Regions from separate parts of the Rattus norvegicus genome. Here region 1 is linked to region 2. Evidence: chromatin contacts called from public HiChIP or PLAC-seq data. All regions are on one chromosome and are shown on one strand. Each heading gives the region's core, a stretch centred on a gene start, on an enhancer-like site or on the middle of the called end of the contact. The rest is flanking DNA. Distances are from core to core; before and after follow the strand shown. Region 1 holds the start of Lipg (lipase G, endothelial type). Region 2 has its middle 39 kb from the start of Acaa2.

Region 1 (5,673 bases), core at 2,693-5,192, 150 kb before region 2:
CCACCTTTTCCTCCTTTCTCTCTTCTCTTTATTTGTAAGATGGTGCCTCCCTATGGAGCTCAGGCTGCCTTGAAATTTACTATGTATCCCAGGCTAGCCTTGAACGAAGGCTCCTCTTGCCTCAGCTTTCTAAGTACAGGGATTACCATGCCTGGGTCCACCTCTGCCTCTTCACCTAGCAATTCTGGCTTGCTGTCCATTCCACTCTCTATCTGTAAAGGGAGATGGCATACTTGGCGAATCTCTAAGATTGGGTTTAGTTTTGATAGCATAGAACTGTACTATCTAACACGGGAGACATTAACTGTTGAGCGCTTGAAGCATGGCTAGCCTGTATTTCAAAAGAAGAGTTTTTAATGTTTCATTAATGATTTTCATATTGGCACCATGTTGAAATAGTGTGTGTGTGCGTATGTGTGCACACATGTGCGTATGTGTGCATGGTGGGAACATCAGATGTCAGCGTCAGGTGTTCTCCTCTATTGTTCTTTATATTCTGAGATAGGAGTTTCTCACTGAACTCAGAGCTGCTGATTTGACCAGAGAGTGAGAGTCCCAGAGATTCTCCTGTGTTCACCTCCCCACTACTGGGATCGCATGTTCACACTGCACGATCCAACTTTTAGGGAGGTGCTAGCGATTGAACCTGCGTTCTCATATTTCCAAGGTAGGCAGTGACTGACTGAGTGCTCTCTCCAGCCCTTGAAACAATTTTGAAATAATATTTTGGGTGTACTGGAATAAAATATATTGCTAAAACAAATTTCGGGGGGTTGGGGATTTAGCTCAGTGGTAGAGCGCTTGCCTAGGAAGCGCAAGGCCCTGGGTTCGATCCCCAGCTCCGAAAAAAAAAAAAAAGAAAAAAACCCCCAAATTTCGTGTGTTTCTTTTTTACTTTTATAATATGGCTACTAGAAAATAAATGTAAGATTATATACACGACTCTTTGTACTAAATCATGCTCCCCCCATTCATATGTTGAAGCCCCCGGTGTGACGGTTTTAGGGGATAGGGCCTTTGGGAGGTGGCTGTTTTGTTGAGGTCTCTAGGGTAGGATCTATTGTGGGATTAGGATGGTTGGTAGAAGAGACACTAGGGCTCTCTATGCTATGTAAGTACACACTGAGGGCTATAAAGGGCTTTCAGTAGAACTGGAAAATGTTGCTTTACTCATCCCGGACTTGTAGAACAGCAAAAAAAAAAAAAAAAAAAAAAAAAAAATCAAGCTGTTTTCAGGGCTAATACCGGAGTTAATTAATACAGCTGTAATGGAAATTTCTGGGCACCTATAGATCAAGATTGTAGCTATAGGAGGCAAGGATGGCGTCTGGACCACTCTGAGTCCCTCTGTCTCTAAGTAGCTGCTCCACAAACACCAGTTGAGTCATTTTCTTTGTTGTAAGTAATGTAAACGGCTCTGGATACTACTGGGGCACTGAGTAGCATTTGGAACCCTCAGAGCAGAGCAACCCAGCTTGAAGGGCTCAGCTTGAAGGTGGCAAGCCCAGAGTTCTCTGCACACTCATCTACTGGCGACTCTCCACGCTGCATCAGGTAAGTAGAACTGGCTCTTTATGGATACCTTGATTGTAACCGCCTTTCGAACTTTGAAACGTCTCCCGTTGTTTTAATGTGGAGACACAGGAGGGCGCTCTAACCAACCGGCACGAAGGAATGATGCGAACCTCACTGGTTTAGTCTGTTCATTAGGTGCACTTGGGTACCCATGTGAGGGAGGCTGGCGTTAGTGCCTGCTTTGGAAGATGGGTCTTAGAATACGAGGGGATTCATTTCTTTACCACAAGAAAGGTCTTCAGACGCTGGCTGCCCCAAGTAAATGTCTAGAATCCTTTACCATGGTAACTCTTGTAATCGTGGCTGGAGCCCAACGGAAGTTCCTAATGAGACTAGTTCAGCTGAAAACTCCCCTGAAATGTATGAGGAACGAACGACAACTGATACTGTGCACTCTAATGCCGTGGTTGTAACCTCAGTAGGTCCTTTGAAACGTCTCACATTGTGTTTTAACATCTCACATTGTGTTTTAACATGCGGACACCGGTGGGCGCTCTAAACAACTAGCGACGAAACGTTAAAGGTTTCACAGCCTTTTCAATTAAAAAAAAATTTTTTTTGCTGAACCTTTTTGTTTTTGTTGTTTGTTTGTCTCACCGGGCAAAATAAGCAGGGATACCTACTCCTCCCTCGTGGTCTCTTCTGTGACAAAGGTCTCCAAGACACACCCTGCATACTGCTCGAGACAATGGCCGAAATGCAGAAAGAGAAAGGGGGCTTGGAGAAGGCTGCTGGGAGATTTCTGCGCTCCTGCTATCCTTTCACCGTGGTTGTCCCCAACTAATGAAAACAAAACCTACCTATTTATTTATTTATCAACCACAGGCTAGCCCTTGATTTTGGCTATAAAGATTCAGCTAGTAAAGCTTGCCAAAGGCTCCTATCTAGAGGACAGTTGGCCAAGGCCAACCTAGGGCAGTAAAGACAGACGGAGACTTCCTCCAAAGAAGCAGCCAGTCTGGTGCCGGTTTCTATCTGTTAAGTGCAGGTGACACCTGCCTTGTGCTCTTAGTTTGCCAAGGGAAAGGGCCAGTGGGAGGGACACTGGAGGTGATATCAACCTTCCCACAAATCGATCACACTGAATCTTACTCTCAAAAGATAAAGCCAATCTACTTCTTGTTAATCGGTGACAGCTCACATGAGCCACGAAGTGTGCTGTCTGGCAGCCAGAGTCACGGAACAGGACTTACTCGCTAGGGCCGGTTTTTTTTTTTTTTTTTTTTTTTCACACGGGTCCCTCCAGCTGGAACGCTCACTCTAGGGAGGAAGGGTTGCGGGGCTACTGGAGGGGTTCTCCGTCTAGGGTGTGGCCAGTGAAGCAGTTTTCCCTAGCTGTTAAGAGTGGATGGTGACGCGCAGCCCCGAGGCGGCGCGGGTTCCAGTTGGCCGGGCGCTCAGGGTCTCCACTGGCTGGGAGGTGCATTGCCTCGGTCACCGCCCCAGACTCAGGAACTCTGTACAGACTCCGGATTACAGTTTCGTCCGTTTGTGGCCCCTAGATACAGGATCCAGATTAAAGAGGGAGGAAAGGATGGAAACTTGACAGGAGGATGCTTCATTTCACACACCGGGAAGCTGGGAGAGGTTGGGACACATGTCTTAGACCCTTTCTGGGTTCACCTGCGTGTGGTACTCCCCAGAGACAACAGAGCGCCTACCCGCCTTAAGCGCTCTCCTAGGCGAGCGAGCCAATTAGCTCACGATCCCTAAGCCTCAGGAACTGTTATCCCCTTACATTAAGGGGTGAGGGAATGGCCTTGTACACGTCGGGAGGCTTGTCCCGAGTGTGGCAGCTAGTAATGAAACGAGGTCTTTGAGGTGGGGTATGTGTAACCCTAAAATGCAGACCCCAGTCCACAGCTCCTGGATCTGCCATCATGCTGCTAGCACCTGGGGCCAAAGCTGTTCTAGAGAAAGATGGAGCGAACGACTAGGTGGCTTTCCCCCATCCCCACCCTCAGTTCTGGGTGCGGAGGGACCACCCCAGCACTGCTGGCTCCCCCATCTTGTCTCCGGGGATCTCTTCTCCAGAGGGAGTACCATTTTGGAGAACTATCCCTTTGCTGGATCCAGGAGCAAGTGGAGGATCTGAGGGTTCACGGATAGGAAGGGAAGCCGGGGAGGCTAGCAACTCAGCAGCCCGTGCAGCGGGACCGCAGTGTCGCTAGTTTATCCCTGCGGGCGTCCACGTGGTGGGGTGTGTGGTACTTTCATTCAAACTTTGGGGAGTTCTCGGTTCGGGCGTCAGTGAAGGTGTGACCAATCAGAGTCCCGAGACGGGAATAAATTATGCAAATATCCATCTGGCGATGGGTCAGATGACTAGAATACTTTTAAAAAGTACCTCTCCTGGAGTTCGCGGTGTGACAGCGGCGAGTCCCGGCTTCACTGCAGGTCCGGGCGAGGACAGGTCGAGCTGGGCAGCGTGTCCCTCCACCCGCTCCCTTTCCCCCTCGCCGCTCGCAGCGCTACCAACCTTCCAGGTTGTAACTTCTGCTCCCGCTGCCCACCCCATCACCTTCTGGCCGGGACCCGGCCTGTCCACTTCTAGGCTCAGGAGGTTTTAGTGGCTTCAAAACAAAACAAAACCCCAAACCAAAAAAAAACCTGCTTGAGAGGAGGGGGCGTGGCGGGGAAGGATGCGAGACCCGGTTTTCCTGCTCGGCTTCTGGAGCCTCTATTGTTGCTTCCCGGCGGGAAGTCTCACAACCTTACGTCCCCAGGGGTCGCTGCGAGGTAATGTGCATTTATTTTTATTATTATTCTTCTCACTTCTTTTCTGCGCTGGGCCCTTACCGTCCTGCGGACCCTTCGTCAGTGCTTCTACATCCCAACGAAATCCTTCCCCACTGCATTGTCTGTGTTCTCCTCCTCGGTCTCGGAGGCCACTTGCCCTGGCCTTTCGGAGAAGAGCATCCGTTAGCAAGCCGTCCTGGAGGCTGCGGGCGAGCAGAGTGCGTGGGCTGGAGCCCTCTCTTTGCTTCCTTCCCATCCCATTGATAGCGCAGTCCGGCTAGCTGAGCTGCCTTCTAGCCGCGCTTAAATTATATCATGTTTTAAACCGTGTCTTGTCTTTGGAGGTTGGTGAGGCTAGAGGATTCTTAGAAAGCGCTCTAACTTCCGGTGCCTCTCCCCCTGCCCCCCTTCATCAGCGCTTAGGTGTTTTGGAAGTTACGGTGGAGGTGGCGTGGAGAGTCTCAGATGAATAATGGCTTGTAGAGAACACCTGGTCTGTGACATCCTCCCGGAATAAATCGTCCTTCCTCTCCCCTCTCCCCCATTCTTCTAGCGTCTTGCTCTTGGCTTCTTTGGTTCGGTATAGAACTCTTGGACCGGAGGCAACCTGCAAGGGCGGGCGGGCGGAGTGAGGGCGGGGTCATCCAGAGCCAGTGTCAGTGCAGGGCCCCAGAGCACCCAAGCCAAGACCTATCATTTCAGTTAATCTGCAGATATAGAGCCAGGAGCTAGGAGTCCACGTTAGTTTATCGGTACCTGGGAGCTTAATTTGGAAGGGGCTGGGGGGCGGGGGGGGGAAGGTAGCTTCTCCTAGCTAGTGTTAGCATGAAGGGTGACTTGAGGTGGGTGGCATCTGAAGTTCTTTCAACTTTCTGTGTTCGGTGGTTCTGACTAGGGGGATGGTGCCATTCCTTTGAAAAGTTATCCCTGCATCCCAGTACCAGAGACTGTTGATGGTGGGAGGAAGACAGCAAGGAACAGAATAGATGGCAGTCCCTATCCTTGTGGGATCTAATCTCAGCCTTTCAAACTAATGTAGGCAAAAGCTATTCAGGAGTGAGGGAGGGAAGCAAAGCTGAGGGAGGTTTAAAGTGCTGCCATCAGGTTGGGGGTTAGCGGGTGGGGGGCGTACATTTTACCATGAGCGGTCAGGGAGAACCTTATCTAGAACTTGACCCCTGAGCAAGAAACCGAGAGGGTCATCTGGGTGAAGAACCACCACGAAGGCCCAGAAGCCAAAGTGACCAGTCCTTAAGTTGTAGGAACCAAGCTGGATTGCAGTGGGGTGAGGTCAGAGCAAGCCAGGAATCAGGGTGGTCCTCCTTGTCTATGTTTGGGGTTAGCTTCAGCTCTCTTGGG
Region 2 (6,157 bases), core at 3,160-5,659:
TCCATCTGGAAGAGGGATTGAGGGAGTAGCTCTTATGAGGCTGTTCCCAGGGAAGGCTCATGACCTTTGAACTCTGGGGCAGGTGACTCAGACCTCGCAGAGCCCCTAGAATACTTGATGTTATTCTTTCGTTTTGCATTATTTGAGTCAGGGTGTCAAGTAGCCCTTACAGGTTGGAACTCACTGTGTAGAACAAGTTGGTCTCGGACTTGTGTCCAGATTCCCGTTTCTGGGATTGTAGACACAATGTCTGCTGAGCCCTGGGCTCCGATATTGCCAGGATCCAAGGGATAGGGATGGTCGAGGGAACAACCTGGGGAAGGGGGTGAACGGCTGAAGGAACTCCATTGATACTTGGCTCTTCCTCCCTACCTTTCACTTCTGCTATTGTTCTTAATGCTGGAGCACGGGAATGGCAAGGTTATCTGGCGACCCCTAGGGCTCAAAGTCTGTAATGCAGCCGAGGTGCAAACTTCCACAGCAGTGTGGCGAAACCGGAGACAGGAACTTAGACAGCCAGGAGTCAGAGGCCAAGTCATCAGCATCTGGAGCCCTTAGGACAGGTAGCAGCTTTCAAGAAGCTTGAGGGGCTAACACTCAATCCCATACAAGGCTCCCAACGATGTCTGTGGCCGGACAGGACTATCCTGAGACGGGAATGGCTGAAGGGGCTATGGCGGCTGGGCCTCGTAGGGTGGAGGGTATCAGAATGCTGGAGTGCTAAAGAGAAGGGGGGCGTTGAGAATGGCGGGATAAGCTGAGACCCACGAGTCCAGCTGCGTCGTGTGGAAGGAAAGGCAGTGTTGCTTGCGATGTGGTGTGTAGCAACTTGGCAGGTTCCCACGCTGCTTGCTGGCTGAGCTGGGGTGCCCGCTCCATAAATCTCGAGCCAGCACACCGTGCTCAGCCTGGAACACGCTCTTTACGCGATTCAGCAGTCTGCAGCTAGAATCTTTATCAAGCTGTGGAATCAGAACATCTCATTCCCCCGGTTCAGTGTAGGAGGTATTTCGGGGAACTGGTGATAATTAAGACCAATTTCGCTGGACTTGCTGGGGACAACATGCATGCTCTTCCTCGGCGTGCACCGACCTGCATGGTTTAGACTTAGGGTCCTATAGGGTCCTTTCCACACGTAGAAACAGGAACAGCGGCAGGCATCACACTCAGTCTTGGTGCATTTCTTCAGTTCCTGGATTAAGCCTCAACTGAAGTTCGCCCGGGACATTTTATCCACAGAAAACTGGAACATCTCTCTCTCTCTCTCTCTCTCTCTCTCTCTCTCTCTCTCTTTTTTTTTTTTTTTTCCCTCGGAGCTGGGGACCGAACCCAGGGCCTTGCGCTCGCTAGGCAAGCGCTCTACCGCTGAGCTAAATCCCCAACACCCCGCCCCCCAACGTCTCTTTTTAACATTACGAGTTCGAGTCCGATCTCCGCCGATCCGCAGTGTAGACGGTGGATCCCTGTCATTTCCATCAGTCATCCTCTGGTCTCTGGTCCTCATAGGCTGGCACACTCCAATGATGTCCCCAGAGCTCGGCAGAGTTGGAAGACTGTTTATTTACTACACCGGAATACGACCGTGCTCAAGCACTCTGGTCTGCTTCTTGGGGGAGAAGCAGGATCCGAAGGACACAGTGCTTGCTCTCAGGGAATTTGTGGACTCGGGGCATGTTATTAAATGAGCCACAGTGTGCGGTGGGATGAGCACTTGTGCAAGTCTGTGCAAAATCCAGAATGCACCTAAGGGAAGGAATTCTGCCTGGAGAGGGGAGGGAGGGGAGCCACCCAGGACATGATTTGGATGACAAAAATGAGAGTCAGGTTGGAGGCAGGTTATGCTCCAGGCTGCCACCTTCCTTGCTTAGGTGACAGTGGTCCTTTGGTTGTCCCCAACCCACCCCCCGCCCCGTCTCCGCTCCCATGGAGTAACTGTTTTGAACTTATGATGTTTCCTATAGAAAAGCTGAACCTAGCCTCTCTGGTGATAAACTAAAGTCATTTGACCACGTGAGCTACCTACCCCGCAGGCTCTAGCCCAAGAAATGATGAGTATTCTATTTTTTTAAAAATTGTTTACTGGGACAGAACACACCCAGAGCCTCACATGGTGCAGGCAGGGGGTGCTACAGTGAGCAGGTATGTGGTGGAGAGATAGGAGAGGAAGAGAAGAGGAATGGTTTGAGGACTACGAAGACAGGCAGAGCTAGAGGCTCGAGGGTGGTAGTGAACAGTCTACTGTGAGTAGCCACCTGAGGCCAGGGTTGAGGAAGACCTTGAGTCACATAAAGAGTTCCAGGGCAGCCTGGGATACAATGTGAGACTCTGTCTAGAGAAAAATAGTAGTGAGATAAATAAGTTAAGAAAGATAGATGACGTATTTGTGCAAATCCTCTTAGATGTAAATGCAAGTGACACGTTGAAATATATAAATGGACCGGAGAGCGAGTGGCCGTAGAGAGGTCCCAAAGGAAGAAGTGACCTGTCCCAATGACATGGGAAAGTCACCTACACCAGACTCGGTGTAGGTTTATTAACTGGCGCCAGCTGACAGCCCTTACAGACAACAATGACAAACAGAAATCATTAGTTCTCCCCCATCTTATTTTACTTTTTCTCCTTTGGATGGACCCCGTTACTTAGCTTTGTCTCCTTGATTCTCCAGGCAGTTACAGGACCCTCTGCTGCAGGCCTTTCTGAGGACAGTGCCCCTCCATTCTAAGTAGCCAAGAGCTTCTGCAGTGTATTTTTAGAATGGCTTTTTGGTTGTCTCAGCTTATACTTGGCACATTTGTCTGAATACTTCCAGTTGCCATTTTCTCTGGTGCCAAACATGGGATCATTAAAAAAAAAAAAAACCAAACAACCAATATTCCAAGGCGGGGCTTTGTGGGTAAAGGACTCGACACACAAGCATGATGACCTGAGATTGAATTCCCAGAAATGTCACATGAAGCTGGGTGAGGTGGCACGCTTCTGCAAATCCATTTTTCTTATAGTGAGATGGGAGGTGAAGGTGTGAGAGTCCCAGAAGCTCGAGGGCCACTTAGTCCATTAGATACTGTGGTAAACAATAATATGTGTGTGTGTGTGTGGATGTGGATGTGGATGTGGATGTGGATGTGGATGTGGATGTGGATGTGGATGCAGATGCGGATGCGGATGTGGATGTGGATGCTAGATGGCAGCCTGGTGTCTTCCTTTAGCTCTCCACCTTTTTTGTCTGTCTGTCTGTCTGTCTGTCTGTCTGTCTGTCTGTCTGTCTGATGGGGTCTCTCATCCTGGAGCTCAGAGTAACTTGGCCATCAGCACATCCTGAACCCCTTTCCCTGTCATGTAAGGGTGATGAGTGCACACTGCCAGGCCTGGATGTTTCCTGTGGGTTCTAAGGCTCAACCTCAGGCAAGTGCCTTACCAGGAGAGCCTGCTGCCTGTGTGTTCAAAGTGTGTTTTCCCATGGACAATATGGGTTGGTTATAACCATTTCTTTGGCTATACTAGGGGTGACAAGGGACCAGCCCTTGGTACAGTCATCCTGCTTTCCTCTTTGTCAGCATTTCCTTGTCTATTCTCTTGGGTGGCTAATGCTTCTTGTGTGGAAACCATTCTCCCCCACCATTGGAGTAACAGGACCCTTTATTTTGACTCATCCTTGAGATCAAAGGGCTCCATTGCCAAGTTCATTTTCCAGAAGGCCTCTGAGTTGTGAGCCTTTTTATGCCTGGAAATATAATCTCTAGTCTTTTAACTCCCGCTCCAACTCAGCTGGGTGGGGTGTGCTTGGATCACATGCTCTTTCCTCCTGGACAGTTTGCCTTTGCTGTGGCTCTGGTTGCTGCTAGAAGGGCATCTGAAAGCTGCCTTCTTCTTCCAGTGGGATTTTTTTGTCTTGAAACACACACACACACACACACACACACACACACACACACACACACACACACAATGTTTAATGGATTAGCCAGAAAGCTGCTACAGACATTTCTTATTAATTGTCTTTTCAATCTTTTAGAAGTGTTTTATCATTATTTATGTGAATGGGTGTCTTGCCTGCACATATGTCTGGGCACCACACGCTGTGATCACAGAGCCAACAAGGACATCGGATCTCCTGGGACTGGAGTTACAGGGGACTGTGAGCCACCATGTAGGTGCTGGGAATTAAGCCAGTGCCCTTATCCACTGAGCTGTCTCTCCAGGTTCACGTGTCCAGACTTTATACAACCAGGCAGATCCATGTAACAGCCGTGTAACTTCAGAGAGATTGCTTGTCCCCAAGAGGCTGCTTCTCAAATCAACAAATAGTAGAAATATTTTTCTTAATCGCCACGCAGAGCCAGTGAGGCCATACAGAGACGTGAAGTATCTGGCAAGCCGGACGGTATGTGGTGTCATGCGGCATGGTGTCAGGCTGTGCAGGGCCCCACTGCATTGCTGTCAACTCCTAGTCCTTGCAGGGCTGGCTCAGCCTGTCAGTTGTCTAGAAGCCTCAGTTCTCCTTCCTCCCCTTGGCTGATTGGGGGATGGCTATCCAGAATGTAAACTGCCCACAGGGTGTAATTGATTTCTAGCTGATTAACCCCAGAGGACAAGGTGGTAATAAACTGATCTGAATGCTTAGCCTTGGGAGAAGGATCCCGGAGGTTTGAAGCATCCTTGCCATGCTGCCTCCTTGGACTGAACCCTGACAGTGATTTACAGACGCTGTGCTGTGCTGGACTGAATGTGTGGATACAGGTGCTTCCGGCAGTGCTTCTCAAGGTGGGTTCTGGCATCGATTACTTTTCCTGTTACTCTGGCATTGATTACTTTTCCTGTTACTGTTAAGAGAATACCTGAGGGAAACAACCCTCTGGCTGCAATGTGAGATGTCCCCTCTCACACATCCCTGCTGCCACAGGGCTGTTGGGTATCCCACAATCCCTGAAACCACAGGCTGTAATAAACCTCACTTTTTTTTTCTTTCTTTCTTTCTTTTTTTTTTTTTTTTTTGTTTGTTTTATGTACCTGAGTACTGTGGCTCTCTTCAGACACACCAGAAGAGGGCATCAGATCCCATTACAGATGGCTGTGAGCCACCATGTGGCTGCTGGGATTTGAACTCAGGACCTCTGGAAGAGCAGTCAGAGCTCTTAACCACTGAGCCATCTCTCCAGCTCCTAAACCTCACTTTTAAGTTATTTCTGTCATGGAATTTTCTTCTCACAGTGGGCAACGTAACTAGTAGGGTAGCCTAGGCAGACCCTGAACTCTCGATCCATCTGAACTACAATCAAGCTGTTTTGGAGAATCCATAATGTTGATGTATTTATAAAGAGATAAAGAGGTGGGGATTATGTTTTCCCCTTGGGAGACCAGCAACATGATGGTGAATAAAGTTTATTCATGGCATGGGAAGGAAATTAAGGGGGTAGTAGGGGGCAGAGTGGGGGGAGAGGAAGAGGAAGGAGGAGGAGGGGAGGGGATGGGAGAGGAAAGGAGAGGAGAGAGAAGAGAGAAGAGAGAAGAGAGGAGAAGAGTAGAGGCTGGCCATGAGCATGTAGAGAGAGGGGGAGGGAAAGGAAATGGGGAGAGAAGGGACAAAGAGGGAAGAGGGTAAGAGCAAGAGAGCACAAAAGAGAACGAGAGCAAGGGATCGAGGCGGGGACAAGCAGCCCCCTTTATAGTGTCAGGCCTGAGAGTTAACTTCCAAGCCCTCTGCAGTGGCTTCGCCTTAAAGAAACAAAGTATCACTGTCATTCATGGCTCAGCAGTGAGGGCCATGAAGCTATGCTGTAGATCCAGAATCCCAGTATGGATGGTGTTGTTTATAAAAGGATAAAGAGAGGGGGGATATGTTCTATGGAGGTCTGAGGAAAGGGGGTGCCTCCACAGGCCCATGCTGAGATGTCCCTTTCCCCTGAGGGACCAGCCACACAAGGACTGTATCGTACAGAATAGAGCTTATTTAGGGCATGGGGAGGGGAGTTAGAGGGTAGTAGGGCAGAGAAAGAGGGAGAGAAAGAGAAGTTGGGAAATAGAAGAGTAGAGGAGTAGAGGCCAGCTATGGAGAGAAGGGGGGGAAGGGAATGGGACAAAGGGAGAAGAGGGTGAGATCAAGAGAGGACAAGAGGGCGGCTGGGGATTTAGCTCAGTGGTAGAGCGCTTGCCTAGGAAG

What was found. HiChIP or PLAC-seq counts read pairs in DNA pulled down with a chosen protein or histone mark.
Region 1: a contact with region 2 is called in an H3K27ac HiChIP or PLAC-seq map of oligodendrocytes, with 8 times the contacts expected there. The contact joins the promoter of Lipg here to the enhancer-like site in region 2. A contact is called at or near these places in 11 of 12 Hi-C or Micro-C datasets (the A7r5 cell line, the Rat2 cell line, Schwann cells and 7 more) and 1 of 1 datasets of contacts at active chromatin or transcription factors (oligodendrocytes).

What each region holds. Positions count from the first base shown.
Region 1 is chr18:70,809,528-70,815,200 of GRCr8, reverse strand. It overlaps Lipg (lipase G, endothelial type), which reads left to right and starts at 3,942. Exons shown (of 10, transcript NM_001012741.2): 1 at 3,942-4,314. The coding sequence starts at 4,218. Trnap-agg92 (transfer RNA proline (anticodon AGG) 92) reads left to right here and starts at 765; the gene lies at 765-847.
Region 2 is chr18:70,656,228-70,662,384 of GRCr8, reverse strand. No RefSeq gene overlaps it. Among named protein-coding and RNA genes, the nearest start is that of Acaa2, 39 kb to the right of the region's middle. Within about 2 kb of position 4,409, at least 3 of the 93 cell types and tissues checked have an H3K27ac peak or open chromatin away from gene starts, as enhancers often do.